Linked DNA regions of Rattus norvegicus: region 2 is linked to region 1. The links are chromatin contacts, called in public HiChIP or PLAC-seq maps. All regions are on one chromosome and are shown on one strand. Each heading gives the region's core, a stretch centred on a gene start, on an enhancer-like site or on the middle of the called end of the contact. The rest is flanking DNA. Distances are from core to core; before and after follow the strand shown. Region 1 holds the start of Tubgcp4 (tubulin gamma complex component 4). Region 2 holds the start of Pdia3 (protein disulfide isomerase family A, member 3).

Region 1 (5,943 bases), core at 2,672-5,171:
TAAAAGATTAGAAAGGGAAAAGGTGGTGCTGCACACCTTTAATTCCAGCACTCAGGAGGCAGAGGCAGGTGGACCCCTCAGTTCAAGGCCAGCCTGGTCTACAGAGTGAGTTCCAAGAGAGTGAAGGGTACAGAGAGAAACCCTGCCTTAAAAAAAATTATAAAAGAAATGTTTTCAGAAGTTCAATGGGTTGAAGAATAGAATATTCTGGAATCCTCACTGGATGAAAAAGAACTTGATTTGTCTTCTAAAGCAGAATGAGAGAAGAAAGTGTTCTGTGGTGTGCTTTGAGCAGGTAGTTCCCTTCCAGGTCGCTCGCTCTCTAGCCTCTATACTTGTTTGCAGATGCTAGCCCTTCTCAGTCAGTCACTCCTGTCTCCTCTAGTTGTTGGTTTGTTTGCTTTTTACTTCAGTCCTGAGAATTAAATTAAGTGCTTTCAAGAGGTTGGGAGGAGGGAAGGTCCTTTACACTAAGTCACCAAATTCTAAATGTTTCCCTCAGCATGTATCCTCCTTTCCACTCATGTCCAGACTCTTAATCTTCCCATAACTAGCACCACAGCAGTCACTATGCTAATTGCTCCTCAGCTCACATGCTACCTTCCTGTTGAGCCTTAACCTTGGTTTCTAGCATATTCTGTCCACTCCTGTCCACACTGTACACTTTTATTCACTTTTTGTTCTTCCCTTCCTCCTGTTGGCACTCAACCATCCTTGGGGAAGCCTCCTTGCCCATGCCTTTGGAAGGTATTCCCTAGAACCTCATCTCATGGCCACACTGCCAAACCCCTAAAACCAAGCAAGTCCTTAACACTTTTTTCAGATAGTTAAGTTCAGTGCATATTCATAATTCACTGGGTGCTCTTAAATTATATTGTAAGCTTTTTGATAAGAGGTACTTTAACAAAACTGTGCAAGCATGATGTATGTGGGAGTGCATGCTCCATAGTGCATGTGGAGGTTAAGGACAACTTCATGGACTTGCTTCTACTCAGGTCATCAGGCTTATGCAGAAAGTACCATTATCAGCTGAGTCAGCTTGATGGCCGACAGATACCTTTTCTTACCACAGTGTATGCACCCTGCAGCACACCAGTAAGATTGATTCTGCAGGTCCTTATATCAAGGTTGAGTACTTCCAATGGATGACTAAAGACCATTATTAAACTAACCAAGAATGCTATTACTGGTCATATTGCATGATAAGATCAGAATTCAAAACACCCTCAATATGTTTTAAATAATAATAAAATATAGTTCAATAAAGCACAAAGAAAACCAAGTTCTACAAAATGAGTAAATGACTGGGTCCAAAGGCACTGAGGAAAGCTAAGAGTCATGGAGTTTCCAGGTGGACAAAGATCATTCTGTAGTCATATGCTGGGCTGTACTGCAGGGGGTTGCAACATTTTGAAGTAAAATTCTTACATCTTTACACCACTCACAGGAATAATACAGATATAATTTCCTTCTCCATGATCAAGTATTTAGAGAACTTCAAGGTTCCAATGTAAAGAGTAAGAACATAGATCTAAAGAATGGAGATAACAGAAAGAAAAACTAGAACAAAGGTGTCTTCAGCATAGAAAAGAGTGTGTCTTGAAAATAAGCATCTATCAATCACCAGAAATAAAAGTATTCTGACTGTAATAAAAACTAAGCAGACCTATCAAAGGAAGAAATATAATACTCTACCAGAGGGTTGAACTAGCTGCCTTTCCAAAATGTCACATTTGGCAGGTGCCACTATCTCTGAAATCCCTTTCCCACTCATTACTCCCAACCCTACTTCCAACTTAGAGGGCTCTATCTCCCATACACAGCTACTTCTCACTGATCCTTTGAAAAGGTTTGAGATTCTCCTCCGGGTTCATCTGCTCCTGTAGTCTCAGGGCTGGGCTTCTTGCCCTCTCTCTCTTGGATACACCCTTGGACTGGGGTTCCACTGACTCCTGCAGAACATCTAGTAACTCCAGTGAGGATTTCAGGGGTGTCATCTTCTCCAAGTGCATTTCCTGCCCCTTCACAGACACTGTGACCTAGACATACCCCTCCCCATTAGTTGTCATGGTCATAACAAGGGGCATTCCTAGGGGAGATTATTTAATATCCCCAAAGAGACCATCCTCTGAAGCCATGCTAGAATGGAGGGTGGGAAGGTTAGGACAGACAAGTGTTTATCCCATTATCATTAGCTTAGAGTGGCTGGGACTGCAGAAAGATCAAACAGAAAGCCAAAGAGCAGTTGGAAAAAAACTTTTCCATTTTTTTCTCTTTAGAAACTGAAGTGAAAGACTTATTGTAACAGAGTCTCCATGCAAGCCCTACCTGAAAAAGTAACCCTTTCCAGATCAGAAGTATAAAAATCACCAAGCCTCTTTACATCTGACTCGTCTTAAACTGCCCCTCTATCCTTGCCTCTCCCCAACCACACACTTCTGAATTCCTCCTCCTCCTCACTGAATGTCCAAGTCTTCCAGGCTCTCTTTCTAAATCTTCCACCAGTGTCACCGCCTCCTCTCCATTTTCTGGACATTGCTTCTGTACCCAGTTCTGGATTTCCCCAGGTAGCACAGTCAGGAATTGCTCTAGCACTACAATTCTACAATCTGCTCCTTGGTCCGCACCTCCGGCCTTAGCCACCAACAGCAAAGTTCCCACAGTTGGCTGAAAGCTTCCCGGGGCCCAGCCACCTCCTGGTAATGGAATCTTCTGAAGCGCTGCCGCAAACTTTCAGAGTTAGTGCCCTTTCCTCTCCGAGTGGATTTGGCCATCCTTAACAGCAGAAAGCAGTTTCTCCCCTCAGTGTCTGGGTTCCAGAACTTAGTACACTATCTTTCCATGCCCCTGGAGAAACACCTGCAGATGAGTCTCTCTGTAAAAGGAGTTTTATCCTAGAGTAGAGAGAAATGGCACTATCAGAGAAGAGTATCTTTACATGTTTAAAATCTTGCCAGAGCCGGCCTGACTTTCCATGTGTTCCAAGTGGCCTTCGGAGGCAGTACCATTTCAGGACAGCAAATCAATGAGCAAGGAGAAAAATTACCTTATAAAAACTGCATTTCTAGGTGATGTCTAGAATATCCCCCAGGAAGTTGCAGAGAACAGAAAAATCTATCCGCTTCATTCACACCTCACGTAAATCTGATCGTATATAGTGCCCCAGATCAAAGTTGTATAGTGAATTCGAACCGCACAGGACGCCTGACGCTGGCGGACTCTAAAGCTAAGTCAACATTTAGCTGAAGACAACAAAAATCCTCTGTCCAGTGAGTGCCGGCTAACCTCCCCTAGAACCACCGCTGTCCTTCCAGAAGCTCCTGGTGTCTGCCCCGCCCCTTGAACGCCAAACTACAAACTTCCAACCGGAACCACAGTCAAGTGCTGAACACTGAGTCTCTTGCTTGCTCCTCCTGAACGAAGTAAGAACTCAGCAAGAGTTCCGGAGCGACAGATGGAAAAGGTCACACATGGGGAAAGCTGACTTAGGCTTCTAAATTGAGGTGGACTAGGGAAGAGTTACAGGAGTTGGTGAAGCGAGGAAGCCCGAGAGACGGCAGTCGTGGGTCTGCTGAGAACAAGGCCGGTGCTGGCCAGTGTTGGCCAGTGCTGCGAGTCCGTGGGCTTCGAGCACAGCTCCACAGCGGCGGCTGCCAAGTTCCGGCTTTGTTTTCTTCCCTCTGGCCGGGTCACTCTGGGAGACGTCGGCAGTCGGTCAAAATGCCATAGACCCTGCCAAGGCGTCATGAGGACTCTCTCCGGCCCACCCCTGGCCGCGTCTCTCTCAACTAGCTTGTCAACTCACTCGCCGCCCTTCCCTTGGGCCAGCCTCTCTTAACATCCCCAGTCCCGCTCTCGAGCCGGAAGTCTGGCCTCTCCTAGCGCCCAGGACGCATGCGCGATGTTACCGGCGCCTCACCACGGCTCCGCGGCGGGAGCAAACGGGTGGGCGCCTCAGCCGCGCGCAGCGTCCCGGATGTGCGCGCGGCTCTGTGGAATGTCCTCGCTCGGTGGACTGCGGGGATCCAGGGCAAAAGATTCACGCTACGTGTGAGCGGGCGCCCGCAGAGGCGCTGGAAGAGAAGGTGGTAGATCTAGGGACTCCGGAGCCGCCCCAGAAATGATTCACGAGCTGCTCTTGGCCCTGAGCGGGTACCCAGGGTCCATTTTCACCTGGAACAAGCGGAGTGGCCTGCAGGTATGGAGCGGGTTAGAGACGAGGAGCGGCCGTGTGGAGGGTGCAGCTGAGCCGCAACGAAGGGGCGGGACCCGGGGGACTCCGAGTGACGGGCGCCCGCTGCGAGAAGAAACCGAGGGCTAACCCTCCGATTTGGGGGGCCTTGCGGTCCCGCCATTCCTGCTAGGGAACCACTAGGAGTGGATAGAACTATACTTTTTTTTCGCTGCATATAAATTTGTTGTTAAACTGAATCCCTAAATATGTAGGTGGAATTCGATGATAGTTTGTCATTTGAGGGGAAAGGGGGGGCGGCGGATAGGGCACTCCTGTACATTCATTGACTCAAATTGAAATTTGAAAGTAGTGGGAATATATACAAAGATCTCAAGACACAATACTCAGTAAACTCTATTGGATGAAAAAAGTGAATTTGTAAGCATATGGTGTTTCTCTCCTTTGGAAATTTCTGTACCAGGTGAGGAACATTGAATGGGTTTTCCTGTGATTAGAAGAGTATAAGAAGAATGTACGATGATTTGTTTTCTCTTTCTCTCCCCCTACCCCTGTGAGAAGCCCAGATGTAGCATGATACCCAATATTTTGCTGAAATTAAATGGGCAACATTGAGTTTAATACACTGACTTGGAGCCAGGCATAATGTTTGGAGCCTTTGGGAAGCTGAGGTAGGATTATTGCTGTGATTCAAGGCCAGCCTGGGCTTCAGTGTGGAACCCTCTCTCAAAAAGGAAAGAAAGAAAAGAAGGAAACAGAGGGCAGAGAAAGCCAGAGAAGAAAAGAATGACAACTACAGATGTGGATCTCTAAGTGTGTTGTGTAAAATGGCATCAGTAACTTCAAGGTGTAGTTTACTTTTTTCAAGGTAATTAAGCTTAAACTAGAGCATGTGTGTATGTCGCATGAGTGTGGGCATACCTGTCACAGAGTGTACGAAGAGGTCAGCTTGGTGGAGTCACTTCTCTTTTCCCAGCTTTATGTAGGTTTCAGGGATTGAACTCAGGCCTTAAGGTTTGTGTGGCAAATGCCTGACCCTCGGAGCCATTTCACTCATCTTAAACCTAGAACTTTTCTAGAACTCTGTCAACAACAAGTGTTCAGATTTGATAATTGTGTAGAAATGCCATTAGTAAGAAAAGACACACACACATATTGAACACTTACCTGTGAGTAACACCTGTCATTTATATAGATTATCTAATTATCACCGTTACCTCCACTTTTTACTTAGGAAAACCAAGACATTGAGAGGTGTCATAATGTAACTTGCCTAAACTTTCAAGCGAAACATAATTCGAAGATACAAGCCAAGGGGGTCTCTGTCCCTATCTGTGTGTCTCTCTGTCCTCTCCTCCCCCACCCCACCCTCCTGTGTAGGTCAGAGGACAGCTTGCAGGAGTTTCCTACTGTGTGACCCAGAACATCTTTCCAGCCCTATTGTATGAATTCTTTACTCTGAGTTACCTGTTTTAAGAACAGGCAGTTACATCTGGATGAGCAACAGTACCTTGTAATAGTGTTACAGTACCTGGTTAATCAGAATTACCAACCCAGTAACAAGGAAAGTTAAAGCCAAGTAAAACCATGGGCACCTGAGGGAAAGGGAATAGAAAAGAGAATGTAAAGTGTTTTAAGCCCATGAGAACCTCGGCTGGTGACTAACAGGCGTTAGCTTTCTTTATGACTATCCCTCTTCTTGCAGGTTTCCCAGGATTTTCCATTTCTTCACCCGAGTGAGACTAGTGTCC
Region 2 (5,601 bases), core at 1,323-3,822, 250 kb after region 1:
GGCCTTGAACTTGCTAGGCGAGCGCTCTACCACTAAGCTAAATCCCCAACCCCAACCTTCAAGTTTTAAGTACCCTTGGTGGAAATGTTTCAGAGTCAGTCAGGGCTTAGAGGAAGTGATAGAGGTCCTATATTCTAAGAGTTTTATTTATAAAGCCCTGAGTTTATCACCTGTAGTATAGCTTCTCATCCCTAAATTTTATTTGTACTTAGAAACACTTATTAGTGTGTGTGTGTATGTGTGTGTGTGTGTGTGTGTGTGTGTGTGTGTACGTCATAGCACAACTGTAGGGTATGTTGCCTTTTGTACCATGTGGGTTCTGAAGATGGAACTTAGGTGGACAGAGCAAGTGCCTGTACTCACTGAGCTATTTCTCGCCTCATTATTTGAGATAGGGTCTCATACAACTCATATTATTTTCAACCAAGGATGACCTTGAATTCCTGATGCCTCCTCCTCCCAGGTACTGGGGATTGTAGGCAAGCATCACCCACACCTGGTTTCTTTTTTTTTAAAGATTCATTTATTTATTATGAACATACATGTATGTCTGTATGCAGGAAGAGGGTGCCAAGACCCCACTACAGATGATTGTGAGCCACCATGTGGTTTCTTGTATTTGAACTCAGGACCTCTGGAAAAGCAGTTAGTGCTCTTAACCGGTAACCACTGAGCCATCTCTCCAGCCCCTTTCCTTTCTTCTTCTTTTTTTTTTTTTTTAATATATTTTTGTGTGTGTGTGAGTGTGTGTGTGTGTGTGTGTAGGCCAGAGGACAACTTTTGGGAATCAGTACTGAGAATCAAACTCTGGCCATCTGTATTGACAGCAGGCACCTTTACTCTTTAAGTCATCTTGCCAGCCCTATTTTTTTTTTTCCATTTTGTTTTCTGAACTGGAATCTTGCTGTGTAACCCAAGCTGGCCTTTATTATTTAAAGCCCAAGTGATCCCTGATTCAGTCATGTACCATCATTCCTGGCTCCACCCTTAAGTACGTCTCTACTTTTTTTTGAGGATGTGGACAGGAATATTAGCTTCCTGTGAATGAAGGTTACTAACCAAGTATCTCCCGGAGAGTGTGCCTTGGTACAGCTTGGCTCAAGCCCTGCAAATGCTCTATGAGCGAGAAAGTGTCAATGAGCTTTGAACGGATAGCATCAGCTCTGGGCAGCTGTAAATGTCCTCGTTCATGTGCCATGTCTGTTAAGAAAACAGAACCAGGGATGTCATGCTTTAGAGTTGCTGACTATTAGCGTGCTCTCTCCTCCCCCACTTTCCTTGCCTTTTAGAGATTTAAGGAGCCCACACAAAGAAGCTATGAGCAGTTGAGAATAAACACATTGAAAGACTCAAAGGGTTTTTTGTTGATTTTGTTTTTCATCTAAACAAAAGAAAAATCCTAATCGATATCCCCACACTCAACTAAATATTCGGGTTACTTTCACTTTCTGACAGCGTTTGCAATTAAAAACTCTTTTTTGAAAAATAGGTTTAAATGCTGGGCAGGTGTCCTGGATCCCAGCGCTCTGGAGGCAGAGGCAGGCACATTTCCGAGCTCAAGGACAGCCAGGGCTACACAGAGAAATTATCTTGAAAAAACAAAGAAAATTCAGTTTAAAAGGCTGGCGATGTGGACGGGTATTTCATTCTCAAGAGGATGGTGGATCTCTGTTGAGTTCCACATTTGCCTGGTCTATATAGTAAGTTTCAGGGCAGGCAGTCCTTGCCCTAAAAAAAGAAAAAAGTAAAAGCTGAGCCTGTGCTTGATAGTGCATAGTGCGCACATCAGTCTCAGCCACTTGGAAGGCTGAGGCCCGAGGATTCAAAGTTCTAGACCTGCCTGAATTACAGAATGAAGTCAAGACCAGCCTGGACACCTTGGTGTGATCATGACTCAAAAAGTCAAGAGGACTAGGGATATAATTCAGTGTTGGATCACTTGCCCAGCATTGTGCAAGGTTTCAGGTTCGACCCTCTGTTACCCACCCTCGCAAACAAACGAACAAATAACAAATAACAACAATCGGTGAAAAACCAGCAGGCAAGGAGGGCAGGAGGCCTAAGGCTGGACAAAGAATACAGACCTCACGTGGACCTGACAAAGCAGGATACGAGGTAGGGCAGCAGCAGGATGTAGGCTTACTACGCCCTATAATTGGACAAAGCAACAGCCTGACATTTGGAAAACGTGTCGCTTTGTGCTAAAGTGTGCGCGCCCCAAAGCCCTGGAGGGAGGGAGGCGGACAGCTCAAGCTCCCCTCCAGCCCGCTCAGGGCTCAGGGGCCTCACTTCAGCTCCAGCGCACTTCCGCCCACTCAGCCCTGACTTCACCCCTCCGCCTTCCGCGCCGGCGCCCTGAGCTTCACTCCTCCTCAGCGGGCGGAGCTCAGGGCCGCTCCGGCTTCGCTAAGCCCCCACTTCCCGCCGACCCCCGTCACGGCCACCGCCACAGCCTGACCGGCGGGCGTTCGCTTAAGCGTCCGCCCCGCCTCGCCCCACGCGCCCGCCAATCGGCAGTTACCAGCTGGTTCCGCCCGCCCGACGCAGCGTGACGCAGCCAATCGGCGGCTGCCACACTGCGGGCCCGAGCAGGCCTAGGGGGTTGGGACCTCGGCAGCAGGTCTGCCCGGGCCAGACGCGCGAGCGCAGGCAGCGGCTGCAGATTGCGGGCTCTCCCATCTCGGTTCTCTGGTCCCGGCCCTCCGATTGCCCCCGCCGCATCCCGCCGCCATGCGCTTCAGCTGCCTTGCGCTGCTCCCGGGCGTGGCGTTGCTGCTCGCCTCGGCCCTCCTCGCCTCCGCCCTCCTCGCCTCCGCCTCAGACGTGTTGGAACTGACGGACGAAAACTTCGAGAGTCGCGTCTCCGACACGGGCTCAGCTGGGCTCATGCTAGTCGAGTTCTTCGCCCCATGGTGAGGCCACTTTGTGGGGTCATGGCCCGGAGGACCGGCTGGGCGCGGGAGCGGTTGGGCCTACGCAGCGCGGGCGCCCTCCACTATCTAACAGGCCTGGCTGCGGCTGCCTCCTCGCCAGTCGGTGGGGAACCCCGAGTCGCTCCACTGGGGGTGGGGTGGGGTGGGGACAAGGGCAGATCCGGAAAGCAAAAAGCCTAAACTCCAGGGTAGGGCCACGTCCTTACCTCCGCGTTCTTGCTGCACTTCCTATGTGGAGGGCTTTCCCATCCCCTCCCCCTCCAGTCTATCTTTCAGTATCTACGTGAGTCAGTGTAAACGTCCCCTGGTCTGCAGACCAGGCAGCATCCCAAAGCATAGGAAGGAGGCAGAGGTCCTTAAGTGTAGAGGTTCTGGGTCTCAAGCTATTTTTTTTTCTTTTTGTCTCCACCCCAGAGCCATTGGTTTCTAACCAAGGTCACTCAGTGGCTGCAGAAAGATCTTAAGTGCTTTCTTGAGACAGGCCATTATTTATAAATGGTCCACGACTTACACTATTTTACATTAAGCTGCAGAGGCCTCTTATAAGGGTAAACGAACAAGAATTATTTCACTAGGACCTATCGTAATTGTCAGCTTTAGATAATTCTAGAAAATAATAATATTCTCAATAAGAAAGTAACCTCTGTTGGGCTGCTTAACCTAAGAAAAGCACAAGTTCTTTAAAGTAGGTGTGACCCCCAGATAAAAACTTGCTTGGGAAGGGAGAGCAAATAGGATTATTCAAAACTGTTCAAAGGTACCAGGAAGACATGTAATGGCTACACTGTAACTTATCTTTGCCTCTGACCCAGCGGGGCCATTACATCCCAAGCTTATCTGACTAGATGGTCACACTCAAAAGCGCAGACTGCCTAAAGAGGCAGGAAACAAATTGTGTTTCAGTTTGGGATATTTTATGTTTAGGCATTTCTGTGGTTGACAGTCACATTTACACATTATAGATAACATATGTCTCTAGAATTCGTGTTTTTTCTTAGAATTTATCACAGTTCTATAATCATGCTGTTAATTGAGGGGTGGTCACTCGTGTCCAGCTTCTTTGTCTAAAGGAGGTCTCACAATGGAAGAATTAGAGTTTTTAGTCAGGTCTTTGGGATAGGGCTCAGTTCTTGCCCAGTGTGTCCAATCCCCATTACTGAAAAAAAAAACTGTGTACACACACATACACACACACACACACACACACACACACACACACACACACACACGGGAGTTCTTAAGGAACAAGTCTGGATAGTCTAGGCTGACCTCAAACTCAGGATCTTCTTGCTCTGGCTCCTTTTCTTCTCTTTTGAGATAGGGTCTCCTATTGCCTGTCGAGCTAGCCTTCAGTTCACAGTCCTTTTGCTGCCTCTATTCTGAATGCCACAAGGCACCTGACTTCAGACTTGTCTACTAAAAATTGTTGTACCTGCTTTCCTTAAGACTACATATCCCATCGTACATTGTGTGATCAAGAGTTGGGTGGATTTCTGCTGTGGTGTCTGCTTTTAGTTGGCTGAGAAGATAAAATCTTTATTTCTACATACTCGTCTATTTTAAAAGTTGTGGTTTTGTTGGTTTTTTTTTTGTTTGTTTGTTTTTTTGTTAGTTTGCTTGTCTTAAGTAGCTCAGGCTGGCTTGAATTCCTCACACTTGAGTCTCTGCCTCCCAAATGCTGAGCTTATAGGCCACCACACCAAACTCTGGACATTTATTTATTTATTTATTTTTTTATTTTTTTACTCTTTTCTCTTGCATATAACAGCGGTACCATCCCCTGTTAGCAACAGCAAATGAAAAATTTTGAGACAGGGTCTCACTGTATAGCTCAGGCTGACCTGGACCTGATCCCCTTCCTCTGAGTCCTGAGGCTAAAGGTGTGTACCACCACATCAATCGGGAAATCTAATTAGCAGTTAAATAGGGACTAAAAAGACAGCTTAGCAGTCAAGAGCACTTGGCTTTTCCAAAGGAGACTGAAGTATTCTTGGGCCCTTGCATTCATGTGCACAAACCCATAACTTGAAATAAGTGTTTTAAGTGGTAGGGGTCAAAGTGGAGTCTGGAACTGCAGTTCAGTGAGATAAAGTGCTTGGGTACCTCAAGCAGAGCTCTAGGTTCCATCTTTTTAGGTCTACCCCTTTAATTTTGTAAGTGAAAGTGAAAGATTTCTTTGCAAGCCACTGTTAGCATGAGGTTTCACTTTATTTAAAACAAGATTTTTGGGGGGAGGATGGGGAGGGGAACACCCATAAAGAAGGGGAGAGGGAGGGATTAGGGGGATGTTTGCCCGGAAACTGGGAAAGGGAATAACACTCGAAATGTAAATAAGAAATACTCAAGTTAATAAAAAAAAAAAAAAAAAAAAAAAACCAAGATTTTATATCCTGGAGGCTGGCCATGAGCTGTCCTCCTGGTTTCACGCCTAAATACTTGGATTACAGGTGTGAGTTACATTGTAACTCACCTGTGTATTTGTAGGGATATGACTATCTGAATTTCTCTGTAAGAAATAGCAGTATTTAAATGTTTTAAGTCTTAAACATCTACTTGTGTTGTAGATTTTTATGGTAGTCTTTGAACATTTCCCCTCTAGTACTAAGGGTCAAATGTATGACTTTAACTTGTGCTTGGCTCTGAGTACTATGCTACTCTCTACAACAGT

What was found. HiChIP or PLAC-seq counts read pairs in DNA pulled down with a chosen protein or histone mark.
Region 2: an H3K27ac HiChIP or PLAC-seq map of oligodendrocytes shows a contact between it and region 1, with 5 times the contacts expected there. The contact joins the promoter of Pdia3 here to the promoter of Tubgcp4 in region 1. A contact is called at or near these places in 1 of 12 Hi-C or Micro-C datasets (mammary epithelial cells) and 1 of 1 datasets of contacts at active chromatin or transcription factors (oligodendrocytes).

Annotation. Positions count from the first base shown.
Region 1 is chr3:128,591,459-128,597,401 of GRCr8, forward strand. It overlaps Tubgcp4 (tubulin gamma complex component 4), which reads left to right and starts at 3,922. Exons shown (of 18, transcript NM_001399280.1): 1 at 3,922-4,198; 2 at 5,898-5,943. The coding sequence starts at 4,121. Zscan29-ps1 (zinc finger and SCAN domain containing 29, pseudogene 1) reads right to left here and starts at 2,585. Exons shown (of 5, transcript XM_063284971.1): 1 at 2,461-2,585. The coding sequence starts at 2,536.
Region 2 is chr3:128,839,342-128,844,942 of GRCr8, forward strand. It overlaps Pdia3 (protein disulfide isomerase family A, member 3), which reads left to right and starts at 2,573. Exons shown (of 13, transcript NM_017319.2): 1 at 2,573-2,912. The coding sequence starts at 2,731. It overlaps Catsper2 (cation channel, sperm associated 2), which reads right to left and starts at 2,434. Exons shown (of 13, transcript NM_001012220.1): 1 at 2,085-2,434; 2 at 1,060-1,200. The coding sequence starts at 1,198.